2 separate regions of the Danio rerio genome follow, and region 2 is linked to region 1. A link is a contact called in public HiChIP or PLAC-seq data. All regions are on one chromosome and are shown on one strand. The core of a region is the stretch at or near the end of the contact, and the rest is flanking DNA. Distances in the headings are between cores, read along the strand shown. Region 1 holds the start of smim19 (small integral membrane protein 19). Region 2 holds the start of reep2 (receptor accessory protein 2).

What was found. HiChIP or PLAC-seq counts read pairs in DNA pulled down with a chosen protein or histone mark.
Region 2: a contact with region 1 is called in an H3K4me3 HiChIP or PLAC-seq map of embryo, with 3 times the contacts expected there. The contact joins the promoter of reep2 here to the promoter of smim19 in region 1. A contact is called at or near these places in 2 of 4 datasets of contacts at active chromatin or transcription factors (caudal fin and embryo).

What each region holds. Positions count from the first base shown.
Region 1 is chr14:25,548,828-25,554,127 of GRCz12tu, reverse strand. smim19 (small integral membrane protein 19) reads right to left here and starts at 2,215. Exons shown (of 3, transcript NM_001025535.2): 1 at 1,949-2,215; 2 at 1,644-1,768. The coding sequence starts at 2,079. si:ch211-175m2.5 reads left to right here and starts at 2,840. Exons shown (of 5, transcript NM_001198864.1): 1 at 2,840-2,981; 2 at 4,181-4,342; 3 at 4,509-4,608. The coding sequence starts at 2,928. It also overlaps a transcript of aldob not described here.
Region 2 is chr14:25,904,082-25,909,381 of GRCz12tu, reverse strand. It overlaps reep2 (receptor accessory protein 2), which reads left to right and starts at 2,548. Exons shown (of 8, transcript NM_001030227.1): 1 at 2,548-2,712; 2 at 4,412-4,484. The coding sequence starts at 2,681. It also overlaps a transcript of aldob not described here.

The sequences.
Region 1 (5,300 bases), core at 966-3,465:
TAAGATTTTATTAAAAAAGTGTTATTAACAATCTAAAACAACAAAAGTGTTTTATAATTTTTGTCATAAACAAATAAGCTATAGAAATTAAAATTCAAATAAAAAATAAGAACCAGTGTTTAAAAGGACATTATGTTTTATATATTTTATTCACTATACATGTGCTTAATACCACAATACTATATAAAGAAAAACATTAAAGGGCAAACAAAGTTTATTGCAATGCAGCAAGAATTACTCATGTGTTTTGTGTGTGTGTTTGTGACATATCAGAACACAAATCTGTATTGACATAGGTATGACAGGTATTACAAACAGGTGGAGAAATATGAGGACATTGCGGACATTTTTCAAAAAGCTTATAAAATCACACGGAATGACTTACAGAAAGTAAAACTGTGTGTGTGTGTGTGTGATTTTACAAACAGTTTTTTTATGTCTAATTTTGCGTAATTCCCGTCCACCATCAACAGTCCTCGTCGGTTTCCTGTGCAGCACATGCAAATTGCTATGGTACCTTTACACGTTTGGGAGTGGCGCATTTATTTTGAACTGTGATCAAGACTGATTGGACCTACCTGTGCATTACAACGAAAATAATGTACACCCTCCAGCCAATCAGAATCAAGAATTTTAACAGACAATGGAATAAAGTGATTTTAATCCTGTCATTTAGCTCTAAGTTTCAGGTGAAATATGTCATTTGTAACCCCATCCACAAAATAGTGGATTACTCTGTTAATATTCATCCATGCCACATATATTATTATTTTACTAACAGCTTCATTATTACTATTATATTATTTACATTTCCTGTATTATCACTTATGTTATTTCAAATTGTTTTGTTTATTTATTACTGTTTTGTGAATATGGGAGAACAAAATGAGTTTCATTAGAAAGTTAAAAAATACAGCTTACAACAGATCGAATATATTTTAAAATCTTTGATTTGACAGTTGATTTTAGGGTTTTTTAATATTTGTGTTGTAAAACAAGACAATAATTGTAGTGTTTGCAAAATTTATCGTCATGACTTTAATTTAAGACTTAATTTTAAATTGGCTAAGCAAAATTGTCCAGTGTACTTGTGTAAATAAGTGTGTATGGATGTTTCCCAGAGATGGGTTGCAGCTGGAAGAGCATCTGCTGCGTAAAACCTGCTGTATAAGTTGGCGGTTTATTCTGCAGTGGCGACTCCGGATTAATAAGGGACTAAGTTGAAAAGAAAATAAATGAGGAGAATTTGGATAAACTAAACTGGCCATAGTTGATGGAAAGTAAGTGAATGAGCAAGTTAATAATTTAAGACTTTCTGCTCCATTTTAATACACTTCAATGCATTTTTTGATTGTGGAATTAAAAAATAAGTTGTTGTAGTTTTTTGTTTCTAAAATAAGCAAAACCCCAGGAAAATATTCAAATTTCAGATGATTTAAAAACTTCTAATGGGTCCACAGAATGGGACCACAGAAGTTTATAAATCATCTGACTGAAATTTATCAGAATTTTCTTCATCACTTAACTGGTGAATAATGCATGTTTACATGTTTAACAACTGCATGGAATTTGAGCAGAAGCTATGGTACCTGTTTTGAAAATGCGAGAAGATAATTTTCCCACATAAAATAAGAATAACCTACCCAGTGAATACATTTCCAGTTGTTGTCTGAGTCGGACCTTCTGCAGACTGTCGTAGAAGTTTGGCTCCGATGAGCTGCCGACTGTCGGTGGCAGTGTAAATATGCGCATAATCTTCCTCTTGTTTCTAAATAAAAGATATGCTAGTGTTAGACATTTTCAATGGACGTTTTGTATATCAGAGAGATCACAATCTACTATGACATCGAGACTTGACAGCCTTTTTCAGTCATTATGGTCTTATTTACAGCTCAATTTAAATGTATGGCCACGTAGTTATTAAATATGACATGAAATGGACACTTACTTTCTGGCGTACATTAGCAGGGCAAAACTGACCAAAATAACCAGCAAGTAAACATTAGTGGCCTCGTTCCAGGCTTCGTGTACCGAATAATCTAGAGACTCCTCATCTGCCATCACCCCGTAGCCACCCATAACGAGGAGATTATTGTGCGTTTATTAAAATGCGCAAAATATACAACAGAAACTATAATCATTTAGCATCAAAATCAACGACTCCAACAACAAACATTCAGTTCCGGATGAGCGAGACGAAGATGTTGCAGACTTCAAAATAAAAGCCCAATGCAACCGCTTGACAGGTTAAACATCAGCTAGCCAAAACAGTTACCTAATTTATGACTAATTTAAGAAAATTGGGATTATTGGGACTATCCACTTTTAGCTGTGACTTTTTATACATATTATGTTACACTGAATATATTGTGTGTAAAACTAATTTTATTGTATATCATATATGATTGTATTTATATTTTTATATACATTTTATAATTTTTACTTAAATTATCCTAAATCGAGAGTTGTCAAGCTCTAAAATTCAGAAGCTTAGTAATTGTTTTAATATAATTGTAGTTTATACTTACAAATATTTAAAATATTGTTTTAATTACAGACTACCTTTGTGTAAAATGGCCAAATGTTTGACTGTCTTTATGTTTTATACACGTATATTAAACGTCTTTGTTATTTAAATGTTTTCTTTTTTAATTATTTAATCTTTACACTTTCATTCTTTCGCTTTCACAAAATCAAACTTTTACTTTGACAATGCTTCCGTAATTTCAATTTGCCTCATTTCCTCCAGAACTGTAAACAGGAAATTACATCCAGGGATGCTATTGGTTGAACAAGCAGGAGGCGTGTCGGATTATCTCTCGCTGATTGGCTGCCGAGGAGAACATATGATTCTGAAACAGCTGCTGTGCTCTAACTTTCCTAACAAAAACACTACAGAGAACGACCTCACAGCGTAAAGTTTAATAATGTCGCTACGAGGAGTTCTGAAGTATATTCAACGCTCTAATTTGGGGTTGCTGGTAAGGTCTTTAAAACTAACTAACTTAGCATTCAGAAATGTGACGTATCATAAATTGCTTTAAAGCTACATGTAAATCATGTCATGGCTAGAAAAAGACACCTGTCAATCTTTCTCTACATTATTCAAATGACCAGCTTATCGTTCTTTTACTTTAGACTGTAAAAAATAATTTTTACTCTTTTAAATGTTAATTTGGGGAAATGAAATGTGTTTATTAATATGAAACTACACAGAAGAAAAATTATTCATTGGATTTAATAAAAAATAATGAAGTTGTTGCAAACAATATACACAAGCTGAATTTAAACAAATTAAATTTAGCAATGTTCAACTTAATCTGTTAATTTAAATTCAGCTCATATAAATTGTTTGAAACAATTAGAAATGATCGTTTTTCGTTGTCTAAAGCACTTTATATTTAAATGAATAGGGGTAAAGTTGGTATTATATTCGGATATTCAGACTTTTTCCTTAATATAATTTCAGAAAAGTATTCTTTCTAAATTCTAAAAAGGGAAATCATATTAGCAGCAAATGAGCATCAAAGTACAATAGTGTTCACAGTTCACATGTGTGTGTGTGTGTGTGTGTGTGTGTGTGTGTATATATATATATATATATATATATATATATATATGTGTGTGTGTGTGTGTGTGTGTGTGTGTGTGTGTGTGTGTGTGTGTGTGTGTGTATATATATATATATATATATATATATATATATATATATATATATATATATATATATATATATGCCCATACAGTCACAACACAGTGCTGGAAAACATCCATACAAACTCATTTCCACCCACACTCAAACACCACAGCCAATTTAGTTTATTTAATTCACCTTTAGCCCAAATCTTTGTACTGTCGGGGAAACTGGAGCACCTGGAGGAAACCCACATGAACATGGGGAGAACATGCAAACTCCACACAGATATGCCAGGAACTCCAACCAATGACCTTTTTGCTGTGAGGCGACAGTGCTAACCACTGAGCCACCATGTCGACTGTGTGTATTTATATAAACATAATAAAGACACAATACAAACACAATTATTATGTAGACGTAGTGTTTACATAATTTTGTATTAGCCACAATGTCGTATGTATTAGAAGTCATTAACTGTTTAACAGCACTAGTTCAGAACCACTTGAGGATGAGTAAATAGTACATTTCTTTTTTTCTTTGCAGTACACACTTTCACCATCAAGCAAATTTGGTCTGAAAGTACCGTCTTCTGTTACACGGCACAGCAGCAGCAGCACTTCAGATCACATCAGCCGCTATCCAGTGCCAAACAGAAAGAACCTGCCATTTGATATTGTGGAGCTGATGGAAGAAGTTGAACAGAAGGTTTGCATACACTTTTACCATAATGTGAAATAAAAATTTAAATTAAAAAGTCATTAACTCAGTATTGTGTTGTTTTTAAACCCATATGCATTCGATGTTTTAGTTATAAACAAATGTGTGAGTCCTGAATCAGTGCTAATGGAATATGTGTTATGTCTGTGTACAGGGAGGATTTTTGCCCAATGTCTTCAAAGTTCTTGCCCATCGTCCTGATGAATTTCGGGCTTTCTTCTCTTATTACAATGCCCTCATGAACAAAGAAAGTGGTATGGCCTTTTATTGATGCTTTGTGGTTTTAGTAGCTACTTTTTATTAAATTATCCACATTTTTATACACATTCAGGGCTGTTTTACTCAAAAAGAGATAGCTAAACAACATACATAAAACATCAGCATTTTAATAAAGGAATGCTATTTGCAAACGTTTAAGATCCTCAATATGCATGGAATATACAAAAGTTAAATAATATATTTAGCTTTTGCTTTTATCTGATACACTTTTAACTGAATTGTATGAATATATAAACTTTTTGACAAACCATAGCTGAATGAAACATTAAGTACTTTCTGAATGTGAAAGTTTATCAAAGTATAGAATGCATTTATTCACATCATTATTTTAAATCAGGTAATTGGTTGTTGTTTTGTTAGAAATAAAATATGACTTCATATAAATATGAAGGTTTCATAAAATGACTCTTGAGCAGTAGTAAGCTTACAAGTTCAGAATTATTTTTTTTAATTACATTTTTAGCAGAGTAAAAAAAAAATTTTTATCATGTTTATGTTCTCACAAAAAAAGATATTTTAAAGAATGTTGGTACTGGTAATCATTTCTGCAGGATCCCAGGACATGCTGGGCTAATTGGAAATGAACAAGCCAACAAACCCCCCAAAACAGCCCTACCAGGAAAGATAAAGGAGTGCAAAACTTTCAGATTGAAACCACTAATAAAAG
Region 2 (5,300 bases), core at 1,299-3,798, 350 kb before region 1:
AAACTTAAAAATAGTACCTTTCATGAGTACCACAGCAATTGGGAGGAGGTATAATTGTATCCATTGGAGAATTTTGCTTGCACTTGAGTCATAGCTTAATGACTAACTGGACCAGGTCCACTACCCAATGAACCCTTTTCACATTTTTTTCACACGTTTTTTTCAGTAGCGGATGTCATCATAGTTGGGTAAATTTAGAGCACAGTGAATGTGAAGAGTAACAAATATTTTTTACAATCTTATTGTCTGAAATAATAAAAGAAAAACTCCACGAGCCTTTCAGAAAGAGTAAAAAATAAAATAAAGAATAGAGTGAGACTGATGACAGCTGCTAGAGGAGAGAATAATGTCAAATTTGCTGTCCCGCCCATAGAAGCTGCATTACAAACACCTTGCATAAGCGATCATTTGCTTTTAATAATTTGACGCAACAGTGATGTAATACGTACATAAATACATATAAACGTTCATACGTTTTTAAAAATCTAAATATTAAAAACTTTCAAGGATTTAAGATTATGATGAACGTTAAATGCGTCATAACAGTCTTGTGAAAAGGGTCCATTGACAATCGTCTCCAGCTCCCCAACCCTAAACCCAACCATCACAGTCGTATGAGCATTAACTCTGGGCATTACAAGGCCCACCATATTGGACCAGGTCCACTGCGTCATCGTGATACTGTGAAATCATGAAAATAAAAAAAGTCTAACCTCAGCACCAGGGGTTTAAAGTAGCAAATAACAAATACTTTTATGACTGTAACTAGTAATCATTTTTCAAATTGTAATTTACTAGTTTTAAAATGGTGTACTTTTACTTTTCCTTGAGTACATTTTTATTGCATTATCGGTACTTTTACTTCACTGTTTTCCTTCAACCTGCAGTCACTAATTTATTTATTTGTCTATGGTGATTGGCTAAGTACAAAAATCAGTCCTGTGATTCCTGTCCAATCAAATCACACATAGAAAGTAAATCGCATCTGAACAACCTCAAGACATAGGCCCTTTATAAATGCAGCAAACTGTTTGAAACCATTAAAAATGTCCAAGAAGATGTCCAAAACATTGCACGCAATGACCCAGAGACCGTCACTGATAAGAAAATAAAGGATATTGACTTTATGAAGACTGAAATCACCAAACAGCCTTAAACAATCACTAAATGGATCGAAGAATTAGAAAAAAGGGCAGAATGAAGGAAGAGCCAAACAAGGAATGGAAGGAAGGACCAAATAAAGGAAAGAAGGACCGAACTGGGCGGTTCATTCCGCTGTGGCGACCCCTGATGAATAACGGGAATTAGCTGAAAAGAAAATGAATGAATGAGGACTGAACTAATGAAGGAAGCAAAGACCAAATGAATGAAGGACTGAACAAACTAAGGAACGAAGGAGAAATGAATGAATGAATACATGAACAAAGAACCAAATGAAGGAAGGAACAAAAGAATGAAGGAATGAATAAAGGAGTGAACAAATGAAGGAAGAAACAAACAGACGAATGTATGAATGAAGGACATAACACACAAACAATTAAAGGAAGGAAGGATCATTAAATGCACTACAGAATGTTACATCCTGCACAAACTGAATGCAAATGCATCAACTTTTAACAGCTTAACACTCACTATACTCTTAACTTATAAAAGAGCTTCTTTTTACTCGTAATATTCACAACAGATACTTTTACTCTACTTGCATTTTTGGTCAAGTAATGGTACTTTTACTTGAGTATTATTTTTCAGTACTCTTTCCACCACAGCTCAGCCCCCATTAGCCCCTCCACTTCTGCAATGTGATCAAAACTGTCAGCGTTTAGTGCAGGAAAGTGTGTTCAACATTCCACACTTCTATTTATCAGTTGAATATGTACTTGACCTGGGTATTAAAGGGTGAAATGTACAGTTTTGTTTGATGTGTGATGTAATTTGAACTGAACCATGAGGACTGGGCTGGACACAGAGTAACTCCTCCACCTTTTTAAAACAGCCAATAACGTTTTGTTTTTATCAAACTGCCAGTGGGAGTAGTTAAGCTCAAGTGCAAGAGCATCTTAAAGAGGCCGGAACATGTCAGAAACAAGGGAGCGTTTGATTGGTCAGAAGATTTAATGAGAAACTGAATTATGAGAGGAGAAAAAAAAAACGTAATCTCTACAAATTGCAAGCTTTACACCTTCCTAATGCAAACTTTGTCACTGTTCTGGAGAAAAAAAGCTTATAGACTAACTTTAGACTGAAAATAACATCTAAAAAACTATATTTTGATTTCATGTATACTTTATATTGCACAAAGTGAAAATTAAGCAGATAGTGCAACTTACACTATTTATACCACAAAATGGCATAGAATAGTGCCTATTTGGAACACACTCGCTGGTTTTCACGTAATGTGTGAGTGTGATTTTAAATGCACTTCAGAACTACTGGTATAATAGATAAATGAAGGTTGCTTTGATAAACGGAGCAGGTGTAAAGAGGTTACTGTCCCTTTAAGAGACGCGGGCTGACTGAGCGCATATGCAGCGGCTCCCCGTCATCATCACTGCTGTACTGAGAGACACAGACACACAAGATAAACCGGGATTCCTCCTGTTATTCAGCATCACTCCTGTCGGGTCGGAATGGAGATGTTGAATAATCGACTAAAATAAGGAAAAGTCCTGCTGAGCTCAAGATGGTGTCGTGGATCATTTCGCGGATGGTGGTGTGAGTGTTTATGCGGCGCGCGCGTGTTTGCGTTGTGTGTTGCTGCGGATACATGATCCTTTTGAATGAAAATAGCGTTTTATGCTTATTTTTTAAAAGTTGAATCATTTACATTTGGAGTTCAGGGTTTTTTAAAGATAATATAATCAAATTACTTGCATTAAAAAGGTAAATGAGCTAAACAAAGCGATGACTTCATCCAGACGAGGGTTCACCATTTGTGTTGTTTGTTGTGAGATGTTCACCTGAAGCAAAATGCCCTGTGGTGTGATATTGTGACGTAATTTACCAAACACTTCTATGTAAAATATGAAATGTAGAAATATTTGATTTTAAAAGAAATGGGCAGGTTTCAAACATCCCATATGTTCTGCATGCAGTACATCCATCACATCAGCTCATATAACAGTTACAGAATATGATGTCACAAACATTTCAGTATTTAAAGCAAGAGATAATGCATGTTAAAGAATGGGTTTCTAAGGATTTTCTTTAAAAGCCTACCTGCCCAGCTGATTTGTCTATGCTGGTAATGTTACGTAATGTGAAGGAGGCCAATCTGTTCCATATGACTCACATATTTCTCATGCTTGGGTCTCAGGTGGGTTGTGGGATTTACAGTCAAGTGACTTTGATTCTCATCAGAGTCCATCAACTCCGATTACAAATTTCCTGAGGGATCAAATACTTGGACATTATCCCAAAGTCAAATGGGAGAGGTTGAATTCATTGTTATGACTTTGGTTGGTCTGGATCTAGGCCATTAGAAACAAAGATCAAGCATCATTATCATGGTTTTGCTGAATCTCACGGAATGCTCTTCGCTGTGGCTTTAACTGTAGCAAGCAGATGCATTATGGGAGCTGAAATGGGACAGTGGGCATGTGGTCTGCCATGCGCCAGACTGCCTCGCTATCCTTCATTATGCATTACACACAAGTGCACATTTGGTATAGTGCATCATAAGTGCAACTATGCTTTAAAAATATTAGGTTGTTTCAACTCAAATTTGGGTAAAACAGTTACAACCAGCTGCTGGATTTTTCTAAAAATATATACATTTTTAAACTCAACAATTAGGTTTGTCTATATTTTACCCAAATTTGAGTTAAATCAACACAGTATTTTTAGAGTGCATGCTTTTAAGCCATAGAACATTGAATTGGGACACACTCATGATAACTACTGTCTGCACTGCACTAGGTGTGGTCTGTCCGGTATCCTGACATCTTCTATTTGATCTCCCATTGCACAGCGTTCAGATTTTGTCACATCAGCACTAAAATAGCATGTTTGTAGGACAGCACGTGTCTAAATGCGTGCTCCACATGCAGCTCATCTATCTAATCTAGTCTCTCTGTGTGTAGATCCGTCTCCATGCGCTTTAACTCCCTTTCATAAATGATTCACTTAATGGGCTGTTTGCTTTCAATGGCATCATGAAACATGCTGGTTTGTGTACAGTAGGGCTGGTATTTGTTTTAATAAAGTTTGCTCTGAGTAACTTTGATCACAAAGTCTGATTTTGTTTGTGGATACTTATTCTACTTTAGCATCAATGGAAATAGGCAGCCTCTTAAGTGTTGTAATAGTGAGTTTAAGTTGAGGTAATGGTGCAAGTGAAATTTTATATGCTGTGGTGAGATTGTGTGTCTGTTGGGAGTAATGTAGACTCAATGGGAATCTTTTCTCTCTGTAGCCTTGCTTTCGGGACTCTCTATCCTGCCTATTCCTCATATAAGGCTGTGAAGACGAAAAATGTCAAGGAATATGTGAGTATTTGATTGTTGTTTTTATTTGAATATGACAACCCATCTGATTGAATCTGGATTGTTTTAAACCACATATTAAAATAATTGTAATTAAAATATGAAACATTTTAGAATATTAATTTAATATTCTCTATATATTTAATAGTTGCCAGTCAAAATAAATACTAGTTTTTATTTTTACAAAATTCTACATGCAGAATGAAGATGAGGTCTTCATTCATACTTTATGAATATTTTATGGAGTTTTAACTTTATTTTTATACATTAAAATATTTTACAGAACAAAACAGTCAGTGACAGCAGCAGTTATTTAAAAAAAATAAGAAGAAGTAACACTACCAGTAAATAAAAACAATATACAAAGACGCATACATCATTTTCAAATTTCAAAGGATACAGTTTGGAATATTATAGTAACAGTAACATCCAGTAACAGGTGAATATCCAATTTCAATTGAAGTTGAGCAGTCTTATATTCTTTATATAAATATATAAAAGTTCTTCTAGCCACTGTGCAATTGTTGAAGGGTGTGGCCTCATCCAATTTATTGTTAAAGTTATTATTGCACTTTGTAAAAGTATATGTAGTATCTATCTAATCTCTATCTCTCTCTCTCTCTCTCTCTCTCTCTCTCTCTCTCTCTCTCTCTCTCTCTCTCTCTCTCTCTCTCTCTCTCTCTCTCTCTCTCTCTCTCTCTCTCTCTCTCTCTCTATATATATATATATATATATATATATATATATGGGGTAACCCTTCAAGCAACAAAAAAAGGGGTGTAAAAGGTAGCTGTAGTTGCATAATTTTCATTATCTCTA